3 separate regions of the Sus scrofa genome follow, and all the other regions are linked to region 3. A link is a contact called in public Hi-C data. All regions are on one chromosome and are shown on one strand. Each heading gives the region's core, a stretch centred on a gene start, on an enhancer-like site or on the middle of the called end of the contact. The rest is flanking DNA. Distances are from core to core; before and after follow the strand shown. Region 1 has its middle 25 kb from the start of AMPD1. Region 2 holds the start of TRIM33 (E3 ubiquitin-protein ligase TRIM33). Region 3 holds the start of BCAS2 (BCAS2, pre-mRNA processing factor).

Evidence for each region. A called contact is a pair of places that touch in the nucleus more often than the background predicts.
Region 1: a Hi-C map of embryonic fibroblasts shows a contact between it and region 3, with 4 times the contacts expected there. The contact joins the enhancer-like site here to the promoter of BCAS2 in region 3. A contact is called at or near these places in 8 of 47 Hi-C or Micro-C datasets (brain, embryonic fibroblasts, fetal skeletal muscle and 5 more) and 1 of 2 datasets of contacts at active chromatin or transcription factors (skeletal muscle).
Region 2: a contact with region 3 is called in a Hi-C map of liver, with 6 times the contacts expected there. The contact joins the promoter of TRIM33 here to the promoter of BCAS2 in region 3. A contact is called at or near these places in 1 of 5 promoter capture datasets (liver), 5 of 47 Hi-C or Micro-C datasets (blood, heart right ventricle, liver and 1 more) and 2 of 2 datasets of contacts at active chromatin or transcription factors (alveolar macrophages and skeletal muscle).

What each region holds. Positions count from the first base shown.
Region 1 is chr4:105,892,950-105,895,649 of Sscrofa11.1, forward strand. No RefSeq gene overlaps it. Among named protein-coding and RNA genes, the nearest start is that of AMPD1, 25 kb to the left of the region's middle. Within about 2 kb of position 1,437, at least 46 of the 83 cell types and tissues checked have an H3K27ac peak or open chromatin away from gene starts, as enhancers often do. A contact at or near this core is called in embryonic fibroblasts, fetal skeletal muscle, liver and 1 more, where this site is marked.
Region 2 is chr4:106,056,877-106,059,576 of Sscrofa11.1, forward strand. TRIM33 (E3 ubiquitin-protein ligase TRIM33) reads left to right here and starts at 1,321. Exons shown (of 17, transcript XM_021090008.1): 1 at 1,321-1,957. The coding sequence starts at 1,432.
Region 3 is chr4:105,991,178-105,993,877 of Sscrofa11.1, forward strand. BCAS2 (BCAS2, pre-mRNA processing factor) reads left to right here and starts at 1,381. Exons shown (of 7, transcript NM_001244424.1): 1 at 1,381-1,566; 2 at 1,676-1,768. The coding sequence starts at 1,474.

The DNA of each region.
Region 1 (2,700 bases), core at 187-2,686, 98 kb before region 3:
AAGGTACAGCATGAGTGGATACAAATGTGAAAGAACATTTTGTGGGAGTTCCCGTCGTGGCGCAGTGGTTAACGAATCCAACTAGGAACCATGAGGTTGCGGGTTTGGTCCCTGCCCTTGCTCAGTGGGTTGCCGATCTGGCGTTGCCGTTAGCTGTGTAGGTTGCAGACGCGGCTCGGATCCCGCGTTGCTGTGGCTCTGGTGTAGGCTGTGGCTATGGCTCCGATTCGACCTCTAGCCTGGGAACCCCCATATGCCTCGGGAGCGGCCCAAGAAATAGCAAAAAGACAAAAAAAAAACAACCAAAAAAACATTTTGTGAAATATTTCAGAAAGTAATGATATTTAAAATGGGGGAAAAAAAAAAAGCAGATTCCTGCATGCTTCCTCATTCTGTACAGGTAGCCGTAAGCATAGGTGTGATCTCAACAGCATGTCTGTACTAGTCCTAGTGTAAGAATTCTCTCCTTGGTTTCTGAAGTTGAAGTTCTGTTTGCTGAGTATTTGTAAGTCCCTTAGAGAACCTGGTTTTATTTTACCTTGGCCTCTTTGTCATCAAAATAATATAAATTGCCAAATTAAACTTTCTATTCTCAGATTCTAAAAGGCACCAACATTATGTATATCTCCAACTTACCCATGAGAGGGCAGTAGAATACATACATATTAATTCAGTTATTCCATCCATAGAATCCATGGAGATTTGGTTTTAAATTTGGTACTTGGGAATTCAATCTGCTCATTTTGGCAGATGACCTTCCTGAATGCAAAGTTTGAACTTTGAAATAAAAGTTGAATTTTGAAATAAATTCCAGAACTATGCTATTCTAGCCCCAAATTTTATTTTAGGCAGGTGTTTGGAAAGATTTCTAAATACGTAAGGTTTTTTGTTTGTTTGTGTTTGTTTTTGTTTTGTTTTGTTTTTTGGTGTGTGTGGGGGGAGCGGGGAGAAGTCCATAAAGATCAGGGTTCAACATTTACTACAAACAGTATTCACATTTATTTGCTCATTGGGACATGACTAAAAACGTCCTGTCGTTCCTCTTTATTTTCCTCCATCATAGAAGGTAATTCCTGTCTTACTGTCCACAGCTTGTGGTTTCACGACGGTGTGGAATATGCAGCTTTTATTGCTTTGGCTAAGCTGGCTTGTGACGGTCATCTGTGATGTGTGGCCAAACACTTTCTTTCTGGCCGTCTTCTATTTTGGTACCTCTCTGTGAACAGATGTGGGAAGAGTTTGGTCACCAGATCCAAGAGGCTCTGGTGGGGTAGGGTAGGGTAGGGTAGGGCGGTATGGGGCGGGGCGAGGCGGGGTGGGGTGGTTAGCGAGCGCTTGGGAAACAGGCTCAACTCATCCTTGACTCGCAGCCTTAGTGAAACTGGGCTGCTGCTCGAGGTAGGCACTGTGCCATGCGCATACCTGAGTGTGAGCGTGTTGCAGGCGCAGTGCTTAAGCATGTGTGTCACAACAGGGCGTGGGAGCCGACCTCAGACACTAGGAGTGTCAAGGCACCTCTGCTCCGGGATTTCAAGCCTCAGGTGTCTGGAGCTTTATTTCCATCTGTCTACGTTTCAAGTTGCCGCTGTAGTGCAACTGCCAGAGAAATGTTTGCTCCTTGAACTCAGCCAGAGAAATGGTGCTACTCTTTCACTGGAAACACCAGGCCTTCTGCCTCCGGCGGCAGGAGACATTTCTATGGTTTCCTTGAGAGAGTTGCCATTTGGATTCCTTAATTAAACAAGGCTTTTTCCTTGTGGCTGTGAAGAGTCAACCTTCATGTTAAGTTCTGGTCCATCACTGGTGGGTCTGTCGGACAGCATGCGCAGCGACGGCGAAGGAGCTTAGGTTAGAGGCGTCGGCCGGATAATAGTGGCGCTGGTCGCCTACCTGCTGAGGCCGGTACATGGCAGTGCCCAGGTTTCTGGGCAAGGTTCTGGGACTTACGCAGGACTCAGACGGGGGCGGTTCCCCTCTGGAAGGTCCCAGGGAGGCGCCGGGGGGGGGCGGGCCCGAGCATGAAGGGTGGGAACAGGAGCCAATAAGGACAGAGCTTGGCCGGGCCGGGGCGGGGCCTGCGGCCGGGCCTGCGGGGGCGGGACAGAGCCCACCCTAAGCGGGACTGAGCAGACCAGGCGCCTCCGCCAAAAGAACTAGAGCCTGGCAGCCCAGCCGCGGAGGTGGCGTCGAGGCCCAGGGCAGGTAGGAGCCCGGCGACCCGGGGCGGGGTGTGAGACAAGGGTTTCGGCCTCTCGCGGCGGCGGGTGTCGCACGCCGGCTGTCGGGAGCCGGCTGCGGTACGTCGGGCGCCGTCCGCCGGCGGTGCGGGAGCGGGCTGGCGGAGGTGTCGGCCGCGCTGTTTTAGCACCTCCCGGGCCTGGAGGGACGCCGGGCTTTGCGAGCCCCGCTCGGCGGCCGTGGCGGTTGTGGAGGAGCCTGGCTGAGGGTCTCCTCGCCGCTCACTTCGAAGCGCCGGGACCGTCGGCCGGGTGGCACTCGGGCGCGCTCGGCAGTCCCGAGAAAGAGGGAGGGAGCGACGGCATACAGGAGGAAATGCGGGACATTGGCCAGGATTAGCCTTGGAGCTTGAACTTCGACAGGCGGAGAGAATGGGCTTTAAAATACTTTTGCTTTTTTTGTGTTTTGATTGTCAACAGAATTTGACGAACACAATAGTGAAAGTCGTCTAGTAGGATTTAG
Region 2 (2,700 bases), core at 71-2,570, 66 kb after region 3:
AGCACCTCTAAAACATCCTGACGTATTCTAAGAGGTCAATGTATTTTTTTTTCTTTTTGTCTTTTCTAGGGCCGCACCCGTGGCGTATGGAAGTTCCCAGGCTAGGGGTCTAATTGGAGCTATAGCCTTCGCCAGAGCCACAGCAACGCGGGATCTGAGCCGTGTCAGCGATCTACATCACACCTCACCGCATTGCCGGATCCTTAACCCAATGAGTGACGCCAGGGATCAAACCTGCAACCTCATGATTCCTAGTTGGATTCATTAACCACTGAGCCAGGAAGAGAACGCCAATATTTTTGAACAAATAAATGAAAAATCTTTCGAGGCTTATTTTAAAGACTTAACACTAGTTCAAGAATAGCAGTTTCTTGGGAACACAAGAGAAAAGCACCGCATGATCCTATCCTTAAAACAGGCTGTAGTATTTGTTTCTCAAAAAAAGACAACCGTGAAAGTTTTTATTACTGACACTGTTAGGGCATCTGAAACCCAACTCATGCCAGGACACTAAGTGGGACTCTTGGGACATAATATTAGCTTCATCGGTGACTCCCAAACTGATGCACATCAGAATCAGCCAAAGTGACTTTCAGTGCTCATCAGCTCTTCCCCACTTCCTGATGCAGGTCTGGGGTGTGGTCCTGGCACATTTCTGCTTTGAAAATACTTCAGTTGACTGGGTTTCTGATAGGTACCAATGTCAGAGCATCAATCACTTTAAGAAGCTAAAAACGGCTGCTAAAGTTTTTTTCCCCCCCTCAGTGGATCTTTTCAGCCTATTTCTGTCTGGTACGTCACCATTAAAAAAAAAAAAAAAAAAAAAAAAAAAAAGCTTCAGTCTGCGGCTCCCCTGAGGTACAACCCCCCAAAGGAACGCGGCGGGTTAAAGCTCAGAGACCCAGGAGGCCCGGGAGTCTGACGGTGCGCGGAGTGAGATTTCGGCGGAGACGCGCCCGCCCCTGGGGACAGCGCCGCCCGGGAGACGCTCGCGGGCAGGAACCAGCCGCGGCCTTCTACCCCTTTCTCGCTTCTCCCCGCATCGCCGCAGCGTCTGAGCTTTTAACCACGACCTGTCAAAGGCGTCATCTGCCCCTGGGTTTAAAGGCTCACTTGGAGCGGAACCCCGGTGGCACAGACTCAACCGACCAGCCCGGCAGGTCTGGAAGGGAGGCGAGGGCGCCTGCGCGCCCGCGTTCCGAGTTCCCGCCTCCCTCCGGAGGACGTCCATGCGTACGTGCGCGCGCCGCGCCCGCCCTCCTGAAACCGCGCGACGCGAGGGTGGGGGAGCCGCGTGCGCGCGCGCTCTCGTTCGTTCTCTCGCCTGCTCGTTCTCGGCGGCCGCTCTCGCTGCGGCTGCGGCTGGGGCTGGGGGCGGCGGCGGCGGCGGCGGGCGGCGCGGGGCGGTCCGGCGGGTTCAAAGAGGAAAACATGGCGGAAAACAAAGGCGGCGGCGAGGCTGAGAGCGGCGGCGGGGGCAGCGGCAGCGCGCCGGTAACTGCCGGGGCCGCCGGGCCCGCGGCGCAGGAGGCGGAGCCGCCTCTCGCCGCTGTGCTGGTGGAGGAGGAGGAGGAGGAAGGCAGCAGGGCCGGCGCGGAGAGCGGCGCGGCCGGGCCCGACGACGGTGGGGTAGCCGCGGCCTCCTCGGGCTCGGCCCCGGCTGCCTCTGCCCCTGCAGCCTCCGTGGCCCCTGGAGTTCCAGGGGGTGCGGTATCGACCCCGGCCCCAGCTGCTGCCTCGGCTCCGGCTCCGGCTCCCTCGGCGGGGCCGCCTCCTGGACCGCCAGCCTCGCTCCTGGACACCTGCGCCGTGTGTCAGCAGAGCCTGCAGAGCCGACGTGAGGCGGAGCCCAAGCTGCTGCCCTGTCTTCACTCCTTCTGCCTGCGCTGCCTTCCCGAACCCGAGCGCCAGCTCAACGTGCCCATCCCGGGGGGCAGTAACGGCGACATCCAGCAAGGTGAGCGGGAGGCCCTGACGCGGTCTGGGCCGAAGGGGATTTGTAGGGCCGAAGAGGATCTGAGGACCGAGGTGCTCGGGCCCGGGGTTGCTCTGACCGGCGTGATCCTGAGGGGTCTGAAAGGTGAAAGACACGGCTCCTGGGACAGTTCCGTGGACCTCCAGAGATACGGAGAGGGTGAGGGGAGGGGTGCCGGCTCCGAGAGACTGGGGGAGGGGACACCGGCTGCAGGAGAGGTTTGCGATGTGTGGCTTTGGGCCGGGAAGGCGTGGACTCCGGCGGAGCGCAGGTTCGGGGGCCGGTGGGCCGGAATTGGGGGGGGGTCCTGGGAATCCGCTTGCGGGAAGCGTTTTGGAGTGAAGGCCCAGCCGCGAGAGGTGTTGCGGAGGGTGTAGGTGAAAGATAAGGGCAGTAAGGATGAATTGCCATAGAGGGAGAGGACTTGACCTGTTCAGAGCTAGGGGAAAGAAAGATTAGTGATTAAATAGAGGAGGTTAAAGGGGCTAAGAGAAGGTATCTGGAAGAAAGTAATTTTAAGATGATATTGAGAAGGAGGAACTCTGGAAACAAAATAGCTGTGGGGACCTTGCATGCTTAGGGAAAAATTCTAAGGTTTAGGGGTGAAGGAGAAATGAACTTTGAAGGGAATTGGGAGTTAGGGAGAGCTGGGCACGAATTTCAGTTCCTTGTACATTAATGAACCCTTGGAGGTGGGTACTTGGGACAGTGGTTGTGACAGTCAA
Region 3 (2,700 bases), core at 131-2,630:
AAGCAGCTTACCCCAGTGGGGATCTTACCAGACATCTCCCCATTTGGTCACTTCTGAGGGAACTCCAATCCTGAGGGAACAGTTAGTAATTGGGAATTGAGTGTTTATAAAATGGGGATAGAAGGTGTAACTGGTGGATCCTGGCCATCCCTCTGTGAGGAGACTTTTGCTTTGCTACAGGGATGGGGGTCTTATTTTATCCCTGCAATCTGAAGCTGCTTCCTTTTCTTAAGTCTTTTATTTTGCTTTTGTAAAGTATTACAAATTCTGGACATGTTTGTAAAGTAATTGCTCAAGATTTGTATAAAATGTTGTTTACAGATCTTTTAATAAACAAAAAATTCCGTGGATCTCTTGGGAGAATCTTAAATGGCTTAAGTTGTAGATTTTTTACTTCAGTTAAATCTATATAGCTAGCACACTTAATTAATGGTAGGTTAAAAGATAATCCTAGGTTCAAGCTTAATAACCGTGGCCGACATTTCCAGGCTCTTGGCAAAGTCTGGGTCGATATTTGCACACCGGACACGGTATAGAGTCCTACCTACCTTATTTAGTCTTCCCCTGCTTAATCAAAGGGAGCTGGAAATAGGTACTGGCAGTATCACGAGTGTTAGGATGCAATGAGAAAGATTGTCCTGTTACCAGAAGCCCTAAAAGCAAAATGATTGGATTTTATACACGTCCTGAAGGCAAAAATCAGTTTTTTAAAAGATGAGGTTAGTGGGCAGTTACCAATCTCGCCCCGGGGGAAGATCAGGTTCCTTTTGTTAGGCACACTCCAGACTCCAAAGCTTCGCAGTTTTCACTGGAGTCTAACGCCCACTTCTAGAGTCTGCGAGAGCTGCACTTATTCCACTTATTCGGTGCAAAGATTCTCAAGGGACGGAGAACAATAGTGCAGATAGAGCAAGGAAGTGAAAAGGGAGAGTAGTTTAACCGAAGACTGGAAGGTTAGGGGAATAAAGCCGAGGTGGGAAACCAGGATCCTTCTCTTCGCTAAATCTTGCAGCGAGTTCCCTCAAAAGTTTTATTAAAGGGTTTCCCCTCCCTCAAAAGTTTTATTAAAGGGTTTCCCCTCCCAGATATCAGCGAGCCGGAGGAAACCAAAAGTCCCAACTCTTCCACTTGGCTGCCAATCGGAGGCAAAAAAGCGCAGCAGGTGGGGACAGGAAATTGAGACGTTCCTGCAGACTCCGGAGCCACACAACATGACGTCACGTCCGACCAAAACAAGAAGGCTGGACAATTTCTAGTTAGCACGCCCTCGGAATTAACTGAGCATGCGCCAAAAGCTATTACGCAAGCGACGTGCTTAGGACAGTGTCGGCGCTGACGATAGACGTGATTACATGTTCGACGTGATTACGTAGGTGTCGGACGTCGGCAACGTGATTATGTTAATATCGGGTGCAGGCCTATTTAAGCGAGCCTGAGCCCGCGCAGACTCAGAGAAGTCAGGCGAGCCCAAGAATGGCGGGCACCGGTTTGGTGGCTGGAGAGGTTGTTGTAGACGCGCTGCCGTATTTTGACCAGGGTTATGAAGCGCCTGGTGTGCGGGAAGCGGTAAGTTCCGGGTGTCTGTGTGACTGACTCAGCGCTCGCGGACACTTCGGGCTGGAAGACTGACCTAACGATGTGCTCCTCTTATTTTGGCCTCTGTTCTCTTTCTTAGGCCGCGGCGTTGGTAGAGGAGGAAACTCGCAGGTACCGACCTACCAAGAACTACTTGAGCTACCTGACAGCCCCAGATTATTCCGCTTTTGAAGTGAGTGTGATATTTTGAGTCCACGTTATAAACCAGGATCCTGTGAATCTTTGTTTTGGATTGAGAGCCTTAGCCACACAAAAGTGAATTTCAGATTCCAGCTTTAACTGTTACTTGCCTAGCCACAGCTTACTCATTGGTATAGGTAGTGTCAGTCAATTGAAAATAGCTGCATGGATAAACTGTCTCCCGGGTTCTTATTCTTAGAGCCACAGAAGGACTTTCTAGGGCTTCGCGAACTGATCTAACAATGCAAAAACGAATGTTAACGTTTTTCCGAGGTAGGTTCACTGCGTAAATTCTCAAAGGGATCCTTTTCTCTTTAAGGTCTACTGCAAAACAAGTGATCTAGGGTTTTTTAAATACACAAAAGCCTAGTTACCTAAGCTTCTGAGAACCACTGGAGGGCGGTCTTTGAACCAAAGTTTAAGTATTTTCTGAATCTGTGAGAATGACTGAAGAGACAAACCGTATCTAAGTAATGCACCCTTTAAATATTTAGAAGTGCATCTGTAATACTATTTAGGGTCTAATCAGCTAAATGAAATGTAAAATATTTCTAAATTAATGGATTCTGTTAGGCATTTTAGTATATACATGTTCCGTTTTTCCCCATATCTGGTAACCATTTATTTACAAAAGAAATCTCTTATAAAAAGCAGTATTTCTATTGAAGTAACATGAAAAAAATATATCGGTTAAGTTTTAAGTAGGAGAGAGATGTTCCTATGGCATCCTGTTTTCCCATGCTTTTTCTAAATGTCACCCAAATGTAGATGTTACAGTATTAAGAACTATGCACAGGAGTTCTTGTCCTGGCTCACGTGGTTAACGAACCTGACTAGTATCCATGAGGGCTTGGGTTCGATCCCTGGCCATGCTCTGTGGGTTAAGGATCCAGTGTTGCCGTAAGCTGTGATGTAGGTCACAGA